2 separate regions of the Mus musculus genome follow, and region 1 is linked to region 2. The links are chromatin contacts, called in public HiCAR-type maps. All regions are on one chromosome and are shown on one strand. Each heading gives the region's core, a stretch centred on a gene start, on an enhancer-like site or on the middle of the called end of the contact. The rest is flanking DNA. Distances are from core to core; before and after follow the strand shown. Region 1 holds the start of Gm25360 (a small nuclear RNA gene). Region 2 has its middle 23 kb from the start of Atic.

The links. HiCAR-type assays count read pairs that join an accessible place to other places.
Region 1: a HiCAR-type map of embryonic stem cells shows a contact between it and region 2, with 3 times the contacts expected there. The contact joins two enhancer-like sites. A contact is called at or near these places in 1 of 15 datasets of contacts at CTCF or cohesin (the NIH/3T3 cell line) and 3 of 115 datasets of contacts at active chromatin or transcription factors (bone marrow-derived macrophages, embryonic limb bud and embryonic stem cells).

What each region holds. Positions count from the first base shown.
Region 1 is chr1:72,225,620-72,232,714 of GRCm38.p6, forward strand. Gm25360 (a small nuclear RNA gene) reads left to right here and starts at 621; the gene lies at 621-811. Within about 2 kb of position 3,577, at least 18 of the 459 cell types and tissues checked have an H3K27ac peak or open chromatin away from gene starts, as enhancers often do. A contact at or near this core is called in embryonic stem cells, where this site is marked.
Region 2 is chr1:71,530,352-71,537,069 of GRCm38.p6, forward strand. No RefSeq gene overlaps it. Among named protein-coding and RNA genes, the nearest start is that of Atic, 23 kb to the right of the region's middle. Within about 2 kb of position 1,445, at least 9 of the 459 cell types and tissues checked have an H3K27ac peak or open chromatin away from gene starts, as enhancers often do. A contact at or near this core is called in embryonic stem cells, where this site is marked.

The sequences.
Region 1 (7,095 bases), core at 2,327-4,826, 700 kb after region 2:
TGGCGCACTGAGAAAAGTCCAGATGATACTACAGCCAATAAAGAGAGCAGACTGGAGTAAAAGAGTCAAAAAGCTGAATTAGCTGTGAATGCCTGGGCGACAGAACATCCCAGGATCGCGCTTGTGATGGGCTCAGGAGAAGCTTTTGGTAGTTAAATAGCCAAGTGAGAAAGGGGAGGATACGGTGTCAAGTCACATACAGCCTCAGGACTGGAGGAAACAGCACGGACGAAGAGCAGACTGCCTGAATCGAAACCAACCCTCAGCTCCTCAGGCTACCTGTTCCCACCTCGCTTTCCTCTGTGGAGGAAGAAGCGTAGGTGGGCCGCTTTGAGACTGCCAGGAGGAGGCGGCTCAGTGCGAACCGCCACGCCCCTCGTGGGGCGGGGCATGCAAATAATACTCGGCGTGCGCGCTCGAGAACGCCGGGAGAGCCGGGGTCGTGGACGTTGTAGCTGAAGCTGTGGGTGCTGGAGTGGGAGTGAGGCGTGGAGGATGCAAGACGCGCACGGGAGGAGGAAGGAGCCGCGGGGAAGGCAGGAAGTGAGGGTTGCGAGCGGTCACCACGAAGTTAATGTGTCTCGCGGACGCAGAGCACGGCTGCATGGTGTGTGCTGGGTATCGCTTCTCGGCCTTTTGGCTAAGATCAAGTGTAGTATCTGTTCTTATCAGTTTAATATCTGATACGTCCTCTATCTGAGGACAATATATTAAGTGGATTTTTGGAACTAGGAGTTGGAATAGGAGCTTGCTCCGTCCACTCCACGCATCGATCTGGTATTGCAGTACCTCCAGGAACGGTGCACCCCCTCAGGGGAATAATATTTGTTTAAAATTAGAGCTAATTACTCGTTTTCCCTTTGTCTTCCAAAGGTTTGTTTGATTTGGGGCTAACTTTAGAAGCATCTTTTCAGAGCCCTAATACTTGAGAGGCAGGTGAATTTCTGAGTTCTGAGGCCAACCTGCTCTACAGTGAGTTCCAGGATAGCCAGGGTTACGCTGAGGAACCCTGTTTTGGAAAACCAAATAAAATACGTTTCTAGTCTTTATCTTTTGTAGTATTTGAGTACCTAATAAAACTCTGAGCTTCTAGTGTTATTATCTGTATCCTTTGTAGTCAAGATTATTATTATGATGTGCAAGTTCCAGCTTGGCGTAACACAAAGCACCTAATGACTGTTGTATCTAACACCCTTGACTAAGGAACCAGCTGGTGGTGTCAAAAACTCTAGTATTTACTAAAACTTTTGAAAGTCAATTTTTTAAAAATAGCTTTCTGTGTATGCATATGCGTAGTGTGTTTGTGGGCACACAGCCATAGGAGTGGGTTCTTTACTGACTTCAGGTGAGTTCTATACTGGCAGTATATGTCAGGGAAAGCTGTGCGTATTTATACCTGCCTTAGCCTCCTAATTTCTAGGGGTTTCCCCCTCATGGTCTTTTTTTTTTTTTTAAGATTTATGTATTTATTATGTATATAGCATTCTTCCTGCATGTATACCTGTAGGCCAGAAGAGAGCACCAGATTTCTTTATAAGTGGTTCTGAGACACTATGTGGTTGCTGGAAATTGAACTCAGGACCTCTGGAAGAGCAGCTCTGAACCTGACCCATCTCTCCAGTCCCTGTTACAGTCTTAAAACTTTTTGACACCTGTCAAAGAATGTTAGGATTCAGAGAACTGGCTGTTCTCCCAGAGATCCCTGTAATTTCAGGTCCCCCATGCTTCAGGTCCCAATACTCAGTTGGGAGCTCACAGTGTTTTGTAAGTAAATAAACATGCCCAAACCACCCGTGAACACACACACACACCACAATAAATCCAAGTTTAAAGAGAAAAACTCGGGGGGGAGGGTATGGGGGACTTTTGGGATAGCATTGGAAATGTAATTGAGGAAAATACGTAATAAATAAATAAATAAATGAATAAATAAAAAAAAAAAAAAAAAAAGAGAAAAACTCAATAAAAGTGGGATAGTGGTATGTGCAGAGGACAAGTTAAGAGCTAATACCAAAGCACCATTTCCAGGTACATACTGACTGTGAGCTAGCTACAAAACAGGATGGACAAAAATGCAGTCCCACTGACGGCAGGCCACATACATGCGGTACACGCTGTGATGATGCTAGTATTTTTCAGTCATTTGGTGCTCTTGCCTGCATTGTCTTGTTGGTCACATGTCCTGTAATTTCAGGTCTCCCATGCTTCCAAACAAGTATTCACTCAACTACAAGAGCTCAGATTGTCATATACGCTCAAGGCCCTGGTTACTGGTTGGAGACAAATAGGAGTGTCCCAAGCCCATCTCTCAGGAGGCAGAGGCGGGCAGTTTCCTGTGAGTTCAAAACTGGTTTGGTCTACTGATGATAGAGTTGCAGGCCAGCCTGGAATAATACATAGTAAGATCCTATCTCCCACTCCCCACCCCATTAAATAATCCTGGTTTTACACAACTTGACATGGACCCTAGAAAAATACAAGGCTGAACTGTTTCCAGCCTGGGGAGAAAGCTCTAGGTTGTACGTATTTTCTGTTAACACACAGAATGCCTCCTTCCCCGCCACTCAATCAGCAGACCTGAGCTTGACCCTTGTTGGCCAACAACAGACGTAATGGACTGTGCGGACAAAGGAACCTGGCTTCTTAGTGGGTGCAAGTGCCATCCATGTACTCAGTGTTCGGGAGAAGATGGAGTGAGAGGCAGGAAAAGAAGGGAGACCTTGGACTAAGTGCAGAAGGAGATGGTTTCCTAAAGAAATTCATCTGTAAGCCCAAGAGGCAAGGTCCTGGGAAGACAAAAAGGCAGTCCAGATCTCCTACATTCTTTCTACACCGTGTTTAACTGCAAGATTATATATAATATATAACTGCAGTATATAATAGATCATATATATATATATATATATATATATATGTGTGTGTGTGTGTGTGTGTGTGTGTGTGTGTGTGTGTGTGATACGCATACACACATCGGGTCCAACCATGCTATCAAAGCCAAATCAACTCCTGTAACTGCTCTGCACAGGTGTGAGGAACTACTTGTGGTAGCATATGCCAAATTGATAGGATATAGAATTACATAAGCCATCCTTTTCTGTCCGCTGTTTGGCATGTTCCTCGGAGTTGCAACATTGACTCAGTTTGGAGGGCATGGTTATTTGATTTTGGCGGCAGAAACCCGAGGCAGAAGCAACCATGAATGCTTTGTTGTGGGAATTCGGAACCACTAAGGAAAGACACACCCCCACACCCAACCCCCCGGCCCCAAACAAAACATCTTTCAATTTAAAAGATTTAAAAAAAAAAATTTTTTTTTTTTTTTAAATTTTCAGCAGTGCCGCAGCATCAGCCTCCTTTCCAATCTGAGAGCTGCTGCAGACAGGGAAGACAGGGACTGAAGTTTTTCAAGGCAAAAATCACAATTGTGTCAACTCTGGGGGGGTGGGGGGGTCTGCTGCCTGAGGCGTTTCTTGGTTTGTAGGTTTGTTTTTCTGAACAAGCAATGGTTAAGCGAGGTTACAGGAACACAACAGGCATCCCGCCAACATTTTTGCATAACAATTACACAATAAGGGGTGAGGCTCTGAGATCATCTTTTCTTTAGATTACTGACTTTAGATTGAGTCAGCTACTGACCATCCTGGCCTTAGGGTTGCAGGCTAGACTTCCTGTGAATAACAATCCTTAGGCTAAGAATAAGGTCCTACTGATTTCTAGGTTTTTCTCTTATTTACACAGTAATTTAGTTTTAACCTCAGTTTGCAAGGGAGTTAGTTTTTAACTCTTACAGCTCAGCTTGCTCTCTCCTTTCTATTTAGTACAGAACTCCAGGACAGAGAATAGTGACATTCATATTTAGGATGAGCCTTTCCACTTTAATTGACCTTGAAAACCAACTCCATAAGCAGCTATGGCTTGACAGACCTTTCTGAAGAGACACAACTCATACTCATCCCAGAAAGGGGGCCCACCACAGACCAAAGTAATAACTACACCTGATAGAGCCTAGTGGGGAAACCCCTACTCAATTCCCAATCTGGCGCGCACCCAAAGAATCACGAAAAGGCCTTGATGTAATTACACGAGGTAGTTTAATGACGGAGCTCCGGACCGACATGCATCCCACACAGGAGATAACAGAGGTCGGCCTTGAGGCTCAAAAGTTAGGGGTTTTTATGGAAGAAAAAGGGATAGGGGTGCGAGGAATTTCAACAAAGGAATGGGATTGGCTCATTCAAACATTAACAGTAAGATTACATATCAGCCAAAGGGCATCAGGACTTTGTTCCTGTGGGCTGGGGGCTTATCTTTGTTCACATAGCAACCAGGTTGATGTATGACTTTACCTGGCGTCAAGGGGCAGTAGACAGAGGGGAGGTTCGGGGCAGATGGTGTTGACTCAGACAAGATAGCCCTGCTTGTGTCCTTGCATTCCTTCATACCAATGTCCAATCTGTTGGACCAGTGAGTTTCTATCGGGAGTATGGATGAGGGGTGAGCTTGCAAGGGGCATGGGTAACTTTAAAGCAGCTGGGTCCGCAGAAGAGAGCTCTCTATCCTGCTTGCAGGGAGCTGCAGAGTCTGGACATACCTTTCTTGCTGCGTTTGGCTGGTCAGTCTCCACCCCGGTAACTGTCCAGGTCTGGTTACACTCCTGTGTATCGGCCCTATGATTATTCCAAGGTTTCCATTTCAGGGGCATGTGGCCTTTCGTTTACCTCCTGAGGCCAGTGAGTCCCCCACTTGGTTCCTGCAGGTAATGCTTTTGTTTGGAGTTATGCAACTGCATAACCACCCAGCAGTTTCAGTCGGCTGTAGTATAAACAGCCCTGAAGGGAGGTGACACAAAGGGGCAATTGGTCAAAAAAACAACTGCGATCTGCAAAGAGTTAAGTGGAAAGTGGGTGGCGTTCTTCAGAAATCTAGGAAGAATATGTAACTATTAATTCTACCCAGAGGCTGGGTTATTTTAATTTTAATTCGATTCAGTATTAGTCTTTCTAACTGTATATAAGGGGTAGTTGAAGAAGAAGAGGGAAGTCAGCCGGGCAGTGGTAGCACACACCTTTAATCCCAGCACGTGGGAGGCAGAGGTAAGCGTATTTCTGAGTTTGAGGCCAGCCTGGTCTACAGAATAAATTCCAGGACAGCCAGGGCTATACAGAGAAATCCTGTCTTGACCGCACCCCCCCCCCCCAAAAAAAAGAGGGAAGTCATTGACAGACAGCATGGTCCAGCTCTTTCTTGCACAATGTCAGATTCCAGTTTCCCATATCTTTGACAGCAACATGACTTGCCACCTCCTTCCTAGCTTCCAAGAATCCCCAGCTATGAAGGAGCCTCCCTACATCCCTGGATACCATATAAATTAGTCACAGATTATACCTTAGAGAATGTGTAACATCCCCAAGTGTGGAGTTGGGATGGCAGATTGCTGCTGCACCTGAGGCCAGAGCTGGGGCTAAGGAGGTTAGGACAGAGGACGCAGAACTGGCCAAAGGCTTGGGAAACCACTGCTCTATTGAACGACCCTGGCATGCCAAGTGCAAGGCAAGCAATCTGCCTGTGTCCCCGTCTTTACTACCTAACTTCAGTCAAGAAGATCCTAGGGCTGCCAACATCTCTACAAGTAAAGGTGCTTGCACCTAGCCTGACAACTTGTTCAGAAGTGTAGGAGACATAAGGCAGCCTATGGATTTTTTCAGTTGGGTTGGGTAAGGACCTGAATCAAAAGAGTTAGAATATCATGGGAAATCACAAAATCCAATTTTCATATACTAGTTTTTGGGATTTTTTGTTTTGTTTTGAATGAAGAAAATACAACTTTCATCTAAAAATTAGTATGTGTGTGGAGAGGGGCCCATATGTGAAAGGGCAGCTAAAACTACCCAAAGAGGGGGGTTTCTCAAGCAACCCTCATGTACCAAGTCCCAGGGCTAACTGGGGACTTAAACCAAGCCGGTGGCGCTATTCCCTGATGCACTGTCACTGTCCACAAGAAAATTTGGGTAAAGGGTCAGATTGCTAATGTCCCATTGCCTCCTTCTGAAGTCTCGTGACTGAGCTATTCCTAGTTTGAGAATGAGGACAGAGATAACACCCTGTTCATTTTTTTTTAAAAAAGATTTCTTTATATGTAAGTACACCGTACTGGCTAGTTTTGTGTCAATTTGACACAGGCTGGAGTTATCACAGAGAAAGGAGCTTCAGTTGGGGAAATGCCTCCACGAGATCCAGCTGCAAGGCATTTTCTCAATTAGTGATCAAGGTGGGAGATCCCCTTGTGGGTGGGACCATCTCTGGGCTGGTAGTCTTGGGTTCTATAAGAGAGCAGGCTGAGCAAGCCAGGGGAGGCAAGCCAGTAAAGAACATCCCTCCATGGCCTCTGCATCAGCTCCTGCTTCCTGACCTGCTTGAGTTCCAGTCCTGACTTCCTTGGTGATGAAGAGCAGTATGGAAGTGTAAGCCGAATAAACCCTTTCCTCCCCAACTTGCTTCTTGGTCATGATGTTTGTGTAGGAATAGAAACCCTGACTAAGACATATACTGTGGCTGTCTTCAGACACACCAGAGGAGGACTCTGTATTAATGTGATTCAGGATTACAGTATAATCAGATCTCATTACGGATGCTTGTGAGCCACAATGTAGTTGCTGGGATTTGAACTCAGGACCTTCAGAAGAGCAGTCTGCGTTTTTTTAAGATTTATTTATTTATTTATAATATGTAAGTACACTGTAGCTGTCTTTGGACACTACAGAAGAGGATGGTTGTGAGCTACCATGTGGTTGCTGGGATTTGAACTCAGGACCTTCAGAAGACATGGTGCTCTTTTTTGTTGTTGTTGTTTTGTTTTGTTTTGTTTTTTGAGACAGGGTTTCTCTGTATAGCCCTGGCTGTCCTGGAACTCACTTTGCAGACCAGGCTGGCCTCGAACTCAGAAATCCGCCTGCCTCTGCCTCCCGAGTGCTGGGATTAAAGGCGTGCGCCACCACGCCCGGCTCCATGGTGCTCTTAACCACTGAGCCATCTCACCAGCCCGCAGTCAGTGTTCTTAACCGCAGAGCCATTTATTCAGTTCCGAATCAAATCATA
Region 2 (6,718 bases), core at 195-2,694:
CTCATCACTTCTGCATTACTGTTTACACTAATGGACAGTGTTCCAGTGAGGCAGAACTACACAAACACCAGGTACTACACAGTGACCACCACTTGGCACTGTTTGGTGTTGCTTGCCCCACAAACCCAGTTTTATTGATTTCATAAACCCAGTTTTATTGATTTCCATGGTTTTCTGAGTAATCATTTCATAGTTATCAAGTGAACCAATAATGCAACATTTGTTTAAAAAAAACAAAAAGGTGTCTCACCACGGTGTGTCTGTATAAGGAAGACAGAAGAAAAACTCTTTTTGACAAGCAACTGACATCCACTTTGCATAATGTTGACTCTGTCCTAACAGATATTTTGGGAAAGGGTTTTCTTACTCGCTCTGCTTTGTTTCTGCCCGAACTCTATCTCCCTCTTATCTTAATGTTCTCAGAAGTAATTTAATGTAAGATACATAGTAGATGTCCTAAAATGCTTGTTGAATGAATAAACCTTTTAGATCTAATCCATTTCCTTCATTTTAATATTAGCCCACCATTTCTCAGCCTTTCAAAAATGCTGGTCACAACAGTCATACTCCCCCGATTGAAAACTGCCTGGTCATCATTGGCACATGGAAATATACAGGGCAAGAAAGAGCTGACTCATTGTGAGAGTGGCGTATACATCCACCCCACTGTATTACTGAGAGATGGTCCAAGGCCCCTTCTCCTCATCACCATTACTATTTCACCTAAAATTGAACTTGACCCTCTTTTTAATTAAAAAGAAAAGATTCTAAATCATTTGAAAAAGAAAGGAAAACTCTGGATGCTCTTCTAGCTTTGCTAATGTGTTAGAAACTATCTGGTAAACTTTTCTCTGACATTTCAACTGAGCATTGTCTGGCCTTAAGGAAATGCATTAGAAGCTGAGTGCATTTCAAAGTGGGCAAAGAAGAGGAATAGTTAGGAAGACACAAGATCAAAGGCATAAGCATGTAGACTCTCGTCCAAGAACTGCATTCTCTAAAAGACTGACAGACACACACAGAGAGAGAAAGAGAGAGAGAGAGAGAGCATGGCTTTTTGAATTACTTGTATACACTATTTTATTAAATTTCTGAAACATGTTTTTGTATTTTAATTTTCTAAAATTAGATGCAACTTAAAATTAGTGTGTTTTATTACGCCTCTTCCCAACCTCTCCAAAAAAAAAAATCTCAAAATTAAAACATAGCTATAAAATCAATGTTGCATACTAAGATTTAAGATGCCAATAGGTATTTTTTTACAGCTGAAAGCTCTGAGCTGGTGTCTCATCACCATTAGCTCTCTGTTCCTATTTATCCAAGCACAAACCTTAGCGCCAGGAAGGACCGGATCAGCCCTACAGTCCCAGGACTGTTTCCTGGAGCTTCATCTACACTCTATTTCTGCATATGAAGAGCAAGCTAGGAGCAGATGCCCCTCCTGGGGACGTAGCAAGAGAGTGAGTCACAGAAGGCAGAGTTGGCTCACCTTGAACTTTGAAGTCCTAACTAGCTCATGCCCTAAGGAAGAACCTTTGCTGCACCCTAGTGGCGGTGCGTTCTGGGATCACACCTCGTACACTTAAGTTGGCTTTTGCTAATGATGCTTAAGGTTTTTGTAGAACAACTTCAAGAGTTCATTCCGTAAAGAATGCACAGAGAAGAATCAGTGTGTCAGCAGACCTTCTTAAACTTCATTTCTGGGACACACTGAAACTAACAGAAGTGATGAAACAAATGGATCTGACAGATATCTACAGAACATTTTATCCTAAAACAAAAGGATATACCTTCTTCTCAGCACCTCATGGTACCTTCTCCAAAATTGACCACATAATAGGTCACAAATCAGGCCTCAACAGATTCAAAAATATTGAAATTGTCCCATGTATCCTATCAGATCACCATGCACTAAGGCTGATCTTCAATAACAAAATAAATAACAGAAAGCCAACATTCACATGGAAACTGAACAACACTCTTCTCAATGATACCTTGGTCAAGGAAGGAATAAAGAAAGAAATTAAAGACTTTTTAGAGTTTAATGAAAATGAAGCCACAACGTACCCAAACCTTTGGGACACAATGAAAGCATTTCTAAGAGGGAAACTCATAGCTATGAGTGCCTTCAAGAAAAAACGGGAGAGAGCACATACTAGCAGCTTGACAACACATCTAAAAGCTCTAGAAAAAAAGGAAGCAAATTCACCCAAGAGGAGTAGACGGCAGGAAATAATCAAACTCAGGGGTGAAATCAACCAAGTGGAAACAAGAAGAACTATTCAAAGAATTAACCAAACGAGGAGTTGGTTCTTTGAGAAAATCAACAAGATAGATAAACCCTTAGCTAGACTCACTAAAGGGCACAGGGACAAAATCCTAATTAACAAAATCAGAAATGAAAAGGGAGACATAACAACAGATCCTGAAGAAATCCAAAACACCATCAGATCCTTCTACAAAAGGCTATACTCAACAAAACTGGAAAACCTGGACGAAATGGACAAATTTCTGGACAGATACCAGGTACCAAAGTTGAATCAGGATCAAGTTGACCTTCTAAACAGTCCCATATCCCCTAAAGAAATAGAAGCAGTTATTAATAGTCTCCCAGCCAAAAAAAGCCCAGGACCAGATGGGTTTAGTGCAGAGTTCTATCAGACCTTCAAAGAAGATCTAACTCCAGTTCTGCACAAACTTTTTCACAAGATAGAAGTAGAAGGTACTCTACCCAACTCATTTTATGAAGCCACTATTACTCTGATACCTAAACCACAGAAAGATCCAACAAAGATAGAGAACTTCAGACCAATTTCTCTTATGAACATCGATGCAAAAATTCTTAATAAAATTCTCGCTAACCGAATCCAAGAACACATTAAAGCAATCATCCATCCTGACCAAGTAGGTTTTATTCCAGGGATGCAGGGATGGTTTAATATACGAAAATCCATCAATGTAATCCATTATATAAACAAACTCAAAGACAAAAACCACATGATCATCTCGTTAGATGCAGAAAAAGCATTTGACAAGATCCAACACCCATTCATGATAAAAGTTCTGGAAAGATCAGGAATTCAAGGCCAATACCTAAACATGATAAAAGCAATCTACAGCAAACCAGTAGCCAACATCAAAGTAAATGGAGAGAAGCTGGAAGCAATCCCACTAAAATCAGGGACTAGACAAGGCTGCCCACTTTCTCCCTACCTTTTCAACATAGTACTTGAAGTATTAGCCAGAGCAATTCGACAACAAAAGGAGATCAAGGGGATACAAATTGGAAAAGAGGAAGTCAAAATATCACTTTTTGCAGATGATATGATAGTATATATAAGTGACCCTAAAAATTCCAACAGAGAACTCCTAAACCTGATAAACAGCTTCGGTGAAGTAGCTGGATATAAAATTAACTCAAACAAGTCAATGGCCTTTCTCTACACAAAGAATAAACAGGCTGAGAAAGAAATTAGGGAAACAACACCCTTCTCAATAGCCACAAATAATATAAAATATCTCGGCGTGACTCTAACGAAGGAAGTGAAAGATCTGTATGATAAAAACTTCAAGTCCCTGAAGAAAGAAATTAAAGAAGATCTCAGAAGATGGAAAGATCTCCCATGCTCATGGATTGGCAGGACCAACATTGTAAAAATGGCTATCTTGCCAAAAGCAATCTACAGATTCAATGCAATCCCCATTAAAATTCCAACTCAATTCTTCAACGAATTAGAAGGAGCAATTTGCAAATTCATCTGGAATAACAAAAAACCGAGGATAGCAAAAACTCTTCTCAAGGATAAAAGAACCTCTGGTGGAATCACCATGCCTGACCTAAAGCTTTACTACAGAGCAATTGTGATAAAAACTGCATGGTACTGGTATAGAGACAGACAAGTGGACCAATGGAATAGAATTGAAGACCCAGAAATGAACCCACACACCTATGGTCACTTGATCTTCGACAAGGGAGCCAAAACCATCCAGTGGAAGAAAGACAGCATTTTCAACAATTGGTGCTGGCACAACTGGTTGTTATCATGTAGAAGAATGCGAATCGATCCATACTTATCTCCTTGTACTAAGGTCAAATCTAAGTGGATCAAGGAACTTCACATAAAACCAGAGACACTGAAACTTATAGAGGAGAAAGTGGGGAAAAGCCTTGAAGATATGGGCACAGGGGAAAAATTCCTGAACAGAACAGCAATGGCTTGTGCTGTAAGATCGAGAATTGACAAATGGGACCTAATGAAACTCCAAAGTTTCTGCAAGGCAAAAGACACTGTCTATAAGACAAAAAGACCACCAACAGACTGGGAAAGGATCTTTACCTATCCTAAATCAGATAGGGGACTAATATCCAACATATATAAAGAACTCAAGAAGGTGGACCTCAGAAAATCAAATAACCCCCTTAAAAAATGGGGCTCAGAACTGAACAAAGAATTCTCACCTGAGGAATACCGAATGGCAGAGAAGCACCTGAAAAAATGTTCAACATCCTTAATCATTAGGGAAATGCAAATCAAAACAACCCTGAGATTCCACCTCACACCAGTGAGAATGGCTAAGATCAAAAATTCAGGTGACAGCAGATGCTGGCGAGGATGTGGAGAAAGAGGAACACTCCTCCATTGTTGGTGGGATTGCAGGCTTGTACAACCACTCTGGAAATCAGTCTGGCGGTTCCTCAGAAAATTGGACATAGTACTACCGGAGGATCCAGCAATACCTCTCCTGGGCATATATCCAGAAGAAGCCCCAACTGGTAAGAAGGACACATGCTCCACTATGTTCATAGCAGCCTTATTTATAATAGCCAGAAACTGGAAAGAACCCAGATGCCCCTCAACAGAGGAATGGATACAGAAAATGTGGTACATCTACACAATGGAGTACTACTCAGCTATTAAAAAGAATGAATTTATGAAATTCCTAGCCAAATGGATGGACCTGGAGAGCATCATCCTGAGTGAGGTAACACAATCACAAAGGAACTCACACAATATGTACTCACTGATAAGTGGATACTAGCCCAAAACCTAGGATACCCACGATATAAGATACAATTTCCTAAACACATGAAACTCAAGAAAAATGAAGACTGAAGTGTGGACACTATGCCCCTCCTTAGAAGTGGGAACAAAACACCCATGGAAGGAGTTACAGAAACAAAGTATGGAGCTGAGATGAAAGGATGGACCATGTAGAGACTGCCATATCCAGGGATCCACCCCATAATCAGCTTCCAAATGCTGACACCATTGCATACACTAGCAAGATTTTACTGAAAGGACCCAGATGTAGCTGTCTCTTGTGAGACTATGTCGGGGCCTAGCAAACACAGAAGTGGATGCTCACAGTCAGCTAATGGATGGATCACAGGGCTCCCAATGGAGGAGCTAGAGAAAGTACCCAAGGAGCTAAAGGGATCTTCAACCCTATAGGTGGAACAACATTATGAACTAACCAGTACCCCTGAGCTCTTGACTCTAGCTGCATATGTATCAAAAGATGGCCTAGTCGGCCATCACTGGAAAGAGAGGCCCATTGGACATGCAGACTTTGTGTGCCCCGGTACAGGGGAACGCCAGGGCCAAAGGGGGGGAGTGGGTGGGTAGGGGAGTGGGGGTGGGTGGGTAAGGGGGACTTTTGGTATAGCATTGGAAATGTAAATGAGCTAAATACCTAATTAAAAAAAATGAAAAAAAAAAAAAAAAGAATTACAAATGCAAAAAAAAAAAAAAAAAAAAAAAAAAAAAAAAAAAAAACTTCATTTCTCTGTCCTAGGGAGGCCTAATGGCCTGGACACTCTCCTTTTATCCATTCCTATTTTCTCACCTTTCAATCTTTGCATGAAATTTTGGTGAGACAGAACCAGCCCATAAATGAATGTGTGCCATGTGCCGTAGGCATTTTGTCATATATGTGTGTGTGTGTGTGTGTGTGTGTGTGTGTGTGTGTATACACATATACACATATATACATGAATGAAATCTTATTTAAGTATTGGTCTTTCTAGGTTTCTATGAAGGGTTTCGCCCAAGGGAAGGAAGCATGCTAATATGCTAGTTGTTTGTTACTTTAGACCCCTAGTGGTTGCCCTAATAAAATATGATTCATATCCATGCTGAACCAACACAAAAAGCAAATGAAAGAGATGATTAAGACTCTCACTAGGTAGCTGATGTCAGCCTTGAACTCACGGTCTTCCTTCTTAAGTCTTCTGAGTTCTGGGATTGCACACTCTGATACTCAGATGCCTTCTTACATACTGGTTGAAAATATAGTGTTCCAGCTGAGTATGATAGTTCATGTGGCCATTTCAGTTCTTGGGAAGTAGAGGCAAGAGGGCCAGGCCATCAGCAATGCAGAGTTTTAGGCCAGCCTGAGCTACATTGGACCTAATTTCAGGAGGGGAGGGGGAGGGGAACCAGCATTAGAGAGTCCAAGTAGAGTACAATGCACAGTGATACGTGCCTTTAATTCTAGCATTCTAGAGGCTGAGGGAAATGAATCTCTGTGAGTTCCAAGCTGGCTAGAGCTACACAGTGAGATGCTGTGTAGGGTTTCATAACCATAATCTCAAAATTACAAGGCAAACAAACAAAAAGGAGCCTAAGCAGGTTATGTTCAGGTTTTAAAAATATCTTTATGAATGTTCTGTGTCCCTCAACAGTTTACATGAAAAATGTGGTAATAGATTATAATG